Regions from separate parts of the Sus scrofa genome. Here region 2 is linked to region 1. Evidence: chromatin contacts called from public HiChIP or PLAC-seq data. All regions are on one chromosome and are shown on one strand. The core of a region is the stretch at or near the end of the contact, and the rest is flanking DNA. Distances in the headings are between cores, read along the strand shown. Region 1 overlaps KLHL6 (kelch-like protein 6). Region 2 has its middle 19 kb from the start of KLHL24.

Evidence for each region. HiChIP or PLAC-seq counts read pairs in DNA pulled down with a chosen protein or histone mark.
Region 2: a contact with region 1 is called in an H3K27ac HiChIP or PLAC-seq map of skeletal muscle, with 2.1 times the contacts expected there. The contact joins two enhancer-like sites. A contact is called at or near these places in 6 of 47 Hi-C or Micro-C datasets (blood, liver, psoas muscle and 1 more) and 1 of 2 datasets of contacts at active chromatin or transcription factors (skeletal muscle).

Annotation. Positions count from the first base shown.
Region 1 is chr13:121,431,103-121,433,927 of Sscrofa11.1, forward strand. It overlaps KLHL6 (kelch-like protein 6), which reads right to left. Exons shown (of 8, transcript XM_021069900.1): 7 at 1,131-1,344. Among named protein-coding and RNA genes, the nearest start is that of MCF2L2, 54 kb to the left of the region's middle. Within about 2 kb of position 1,454, at least 2 of the 83 cell types and tissues checked have an H3K27ac peak or open chromatin away from gene starts, as enhancers often do. A contact at or near this core is called in skeletal muscle, where this site is marked.
Region 2 is chr13:121,544,905-121,547,729 of Sscrofa11.1, forward strand. No RefSeq gene overlaps it. Among named protein-coding and RNA genes, the nearest start is that of KLHL24, 19 kb to the right of the region's middle. Within about 2 kb of position 1,492, at least 7 of the 83 cell types and tissues checked have an H3K27ac peak or open chromatin away from gene starts, as enhancers often do. A contact at or near this core is called in skeletal muscle, where this site is marked.

The DNA of each region.
Region 1 (2,825 bases), core at 204-2,703:
AAACGGATAACTAGGGGGAGGAAGTCTCATGCTGGAAACACTTCACAGCCCTTTAAACTCTACAGCCAGGTTCTAAAGGACACCTGGCTTCACATGGCTGCCAAAAATATACCCTAAGACTGCTCCCTGGAAGAAATACCACCTGGTGTATCAGGTAAGCCCAGTTCATAATCCCAGCTCTGCCACTTTTTGATCTGTAACCATGAGCACCGAGACCATGGAGGTTATAAGAAATCATAAGACCCATGCACAAAAAGCCCCTGGCAGAAGGCCTGGTACATAGAAGTCTTGCATTGTATTGATATACATGGCAGTGACTAGAGGTGGTAGCACCTCTTTGTAAACTAGGCATGACCTGGGACACCAGTCCAAGTGACCCATCTTGAGATTAGACCTCTGAAGCACAGTCATTACACGGACCATAAAGACAAAGGAAACCTGAAGCAAGGGAGAGAAGGAGCTTTGCTTTAATCTGTTCCCATACTTTACATCCAGGAAGTCTTCTCCGATTAGTTCTTATTTGCTGAATATTGTATATTCTTAATCCTGGCTGCACATTAAAAGCATCCTTCTTTTTCTCTGATATTATTGGTCTGGACACACCCCAGCTACCCATATTTTTGTAAAAAGCTCCACAGATCATTCCAATGACTAGTCAGGGTTGAGATCCATCATCCTGAACAATAACATGCCAACTGCGGCCTGGCTATTCAGGCTTTCCTTCCAACTAAATGCAACCTTTCGGAGGCTCCAAAGCAAGTGTGGAGAATAAAATTCCCATGAACACAAAATAAGACATAATCATAGCTACCATTTATTGGACACTTATACTGTGCCCATTTCAATTTCTGGGCATTGCTAAGACTTACAACACTCTTTGTTCCCATATCAACTTCTGGCTTCTCCCCTGGGCCCCATCATCCATCTGCTTTGTGTGTCTCCTAAATGTGGGCTGTTCCTGTCTCCAGGACTGCAAGGTAAATTCCACCAGTCCTCATCTTCTCTTCTTTCTCAGCCCCACCCACATCACCTAGGAATTGGAGCCTTCTCAGGAGGGCCTTGTGTGATCTCCAGGCATAGCTGCATGGGTGGCGGACCTTGGTTAAATAAGAAGCCATTTGCTCACTTACCAACCACATAGATACGGTCCCGGAAACTCACTGCATTGATGCATTTAGCCTCTACTGGCATGGCCGACTTTAAATTCCACTTATTAGTTGAAGGGTCATAACACTGAGTCTTGTCTGTGGCCAGTTTCCCATTGGGCCCTCCCCCAATCACATAGAGCTTCTTCTTATGGCTGGTGGCTGCGAAGGAACTGACGTGGACAAGGAGAGGCGCGGCCTGCAGAGGCACAGGGCACCAGGAGAAGCTGTCAGTCACAGTGCCCAGATTGCTGCAGTGGCTCAGAGGACACAGGCTAGGAGCCAGGGGACACAAGCCTGGGCATCCTTTGCCTGAAGTCACAAGGCCTGTGGGCTTGACTCCCCTTGAGACAGAGAGAGGATCATAGCACACATTTCCCACCCTCCCTCCACGCTCCGGAGGCTTTCAGCCTATTTCTCCCAGAGTCCAGCTCTCAGGGAAAGAGAAGTAGAGACAGGAACAAGTGTTTATACAGATGAAACCAGACAATATTGGAGGAGAATGCATTCTCAGCCATATTCATATGTTCCTTCATTCAAAAAAAAAATACTTACTGAGTGCCTACTATGTGCTAGGTATTATCCTGGGTGCTTATAAGGGTTTCTGGTGGCTATGGGTAAGCAGACACTCCCATTCTGGGGCAATATACAGATTTGGGGATTAAGCCAGACTTGTACTTTCACCCTGTGAACCCTAGGGCACTAAAGGGGACTTTCAAGAGTGATTGACATGACTCTCTTGGGTCATGGAGCAACTTTGTGATGGGACTTGATAAACTGAGATCTTGGGTACACCCCATAAATATTAAGGGCTCCCTATAAAGTTCTTTTCAAGTTAACAGATCTTGGCTGGATGCCATAATGATGTGGCTACCTTTGCTTGTGCGTTTGATGATGCTTAACACTTCCCAAAGCTGGACCATGGTTTGACATATAATCTGATAAGAAGAAAGAAAAATTTGAAATTGGGACTAATCTGAGAATATAGAAAGTGAGGTCACCTTACCTGAGTGTGTGTGTGCGTGTGTGTGTGTGTGTGTGTGTAACATGAGATCTACCCTCAACAAATTTTTAAGTGTAAAATGCAGTATTGTTATCTATAGGCACAATGCTGTTTTATCTCCAGAGCTGGTTCATTTTGCATAACTGAAACTTTATATCCATTGATTAGCAGTGGTTTGCCTTTTCCTGTGTATAATCTACACATGAGGTTGTACTGCTGAAGTATTTCATGCAGACATGTAAATGGTTCATCATTAATAGGCAAATAAATAAGGGCCGACTTCTAAATACTGTCAAATGACTCTGTTTGGTTCAATAAACAGTTTAGTCAAGAGATCCCTGTGTGCCCAGTGTGGAGAAGACAAGGACAGATGGTATCTGAGGAGACAGAGTTTCTCGGGCAAGACATACAGACCAAGACAGGATCAAGCCTCCCCTCTACACCTGGGGTTCTGGCCAGGATAGGACAGGTAGCCACACAGAACTTCCCCACCTGAAGGGAAGTCATTTCTCTGACCTGATCAGCAATGCTAAAATGATGGCTCCTATGAGGAGGGAAGCTCAGTGACACCAAAAATGTTCTCAGTGGGAACAGAGAGACCAGAGAGTAGCCATATACCTACACTGACAGATACCTTTCTTTAAAACTTTGAAGCAATAATACAGAGCTACTCATTG
Region 2 (2,825 bases), core at 242-2,741, 110 kb after region 1:
AAATCTTATCTCTTGCCTGCTTATCCCCCAGCTCCCTGTACATCCTGGATGGTGAGTTGCCTGTAAGTAGAAATGTGACCAACTGGCCTCTGAATCCCTAAGGGAGAGAGCATCATTATTTTTCTTGTCTGTCATGATTTTATCAGTGGTTGCCCCTTGTTCTGCACTGAGGCAGGCCAGGCACTGGACTCTTTATGCACAGAGTCAGCCAGCTGCAGCCCGTGGATGAAACCCGACCCATCATCTGCTTTGTAGGTAATTTTATTGCAACACACACACACACACACACACACACACACACACACACACACACACACAGTATATTTGTGACCATGAGAATAGTTAGGATATTTGTGAACAGGAAAAATGCGGTAGAAATTATATATACATGGTGATTCCAATTTTTAAAAGCTTAAAAAGAATAAGAAACACACCTAAATGTGAAAATAACTTCCCCCTCATCTAATATAACAATCCACAATGGTAATTATGCCCACTCCACAGAGGCAGAAGCAGGAGGATTGCCTCTGAAGACTGGACTGGTGGGTGGCTTATTCCATTTCTCCATACTGTCTTCTGTATTTTCTATAATTCCACTCTTTGTTCCTATCCCACAAGGGAGGCCAGGTCCTGAAAAATCCAAAGATGCTCCCTGCTGTTCAACTGAATCCCCTCTGCCCAAAGGCACAGCCTGCCATCTGTCCCAGGCCTCTGGAGACGTGAGGATGCAGGTTGCTTATTGGGCTTCCCTGAGAGGTCTGGTTCCTGAAGGCCTTGAAAGACCATCCTGTGAGTGCAGCTGCCTATAAAATCTCATTAACTTCAAATTAAAATTTAAAAACCTGAGCCATCCCTGATCAATCAAAATTAATTCAATTTCTTTTTTAAAAAAACATCTGAAGAGGGCTGTGACCTCCTCTCAGGGAAATTTGGAAATTTCCTGGTGCTGTCTCAGCACTCCAGGCTCCGTTTCTGCCTTATTCCCTCCTCTGGTTCAGAATCTCTGTGTAAACCAGAGAGCCGGCTTCCCTCTGGTTGTTTACTGATCTCACAACTCTTTATGTCCACAGCTCACCGGGTTCCTGTCTAAGCCTGTTGGTGACCCAGCCCTGGGCTTTTGCCAAGCCCCTGACTCCCAGCTCCCGGCCAGCCACCCAGCCAGCCAGCACCCTCATACCAGCTCTCAGTCCTGTCATTTTGTTCATGAAGGTAGCAGTGCAAAGGAGGAGTCAGATTTTATTTCTGGTGGTGACATCAGCAAGAGTTTGAGTAGCTCCCGGCTACATTAACAGCAGAGAAACTAGCTCGGATGGTTCCAGGGCTCCATTTTTGCTGTTTCTACCTCTTTGTCTGCACTTGCCACTGCTCTTCTTCTCCCATAAAGCTTGGTTGTTACTATTAAATGTTGTCCCAAATAGAAGTTCACTGATTCTGGAGTTCCCGTCGTGGCTCAGCAGTAATAAATCTGACTAGCATCCAGGAAGACGCAGATTCAATCCCTGGCCTCGATCAGTGGGTCAGGGATCTGGCGCTGCTGTGAGCTGTGGTGTAGGTTGCAGACATGGCTCAGATCCCAAGTTGCTGTAGCTCTGGCGTAGGCCAGTGACTGTGGCTCCGATTGGACCCCTAGCCTGGGAACCTCCATATGCTTTGGGTGTGGCCCTAAAAAGAATACCCGCCCCCCTCCCAAAAATTTCAAAACAAGCAGAGAAAGGTCTCTAGCAACACTGTTTGGCTTTCTTCTCCACATGGCTTTACACTTTACCCCTCTCTAAGCTGCAAATTCACCTTACATTTTAGGGCAAATTTCACTCCTGTGCAATTTGAGGTGCCCTGACCAATAATTCAGGCCTCTGTATCCTCATCTTGTGGATAGCCTTGTTAGTCTGAATCCACTAATGGTTTGTAATCAAGCTCCTGTCTTGAAAATTCAGGTGACCTTGATTCCCTTCCTGGGCTCCCAAGTCCAAGCCAGGTTGGCATCCCAGGGATGTGAAGGCAGTTACCCTATAGAAGGGCCATGTCTGTCTCAGGTACTGTCTCAGACGCTTTGACAAGTAATTTGCAAAGTGCTGTGAGCAGAAGTAAGAGGACCCGGAATTCCCATCATGGCTCAGTGGAAATGGATCTAAATAGCATCCGTAAGGACTCAGGTTTGATCTCTGGCCTCCCCCAGTGGGTTAAGGAGCTGACATCGCTGTAAGCTGTGGTGTAGGTTGCAGACAAGGTTGAGATCTGGCATTGCTGTGGCTGTGGCATAGGCCAGCAGCTGCAGCTCTGATTTGAGCCCTATCCTGGGAACCTCCATATGCCTCAAGTGTGGCCCTTAAAAAAAAAAAAGAGGTAAGAGGACCTGACCCGGCATCTTGGCTTAGCCATGACCTGAGGCAAATGGGATGGACTTTGGATGGTAACTACAGGGTATCAGTCAGTCCTCAATGGGAAGAGGGCCTATAAACTGATTACAAGCCCACTAGCTGCTGGAGCTCTTCCCTGCCTCCTGTTAGGCTCTGAAAGGGAAAATAGGTTGGGCTTAATCAACAGAGGACTTCTATGACTGCAGTTAGGAGGGACGGACCAAATAAAACTAGATTTCTTTCCCTTTGTAATGGTCTGGGTTCCCCAGAAACAGAAGAAATGGGATTTATTATGAGGAAAGTGCTCACACAGTTATGGAGGCTGAGAAGCCCCAAGATCTGCAGTTGGTGAGCCAGAGAGCAAGGAAAACCAATGAATGGAATACAGTCCAAGTCTGACCCAGTGGCAGAATGATAATGTCCCAGCCTGAAGACAATTAGGCAAGAGAGAATTCTCTCTTATTCCAC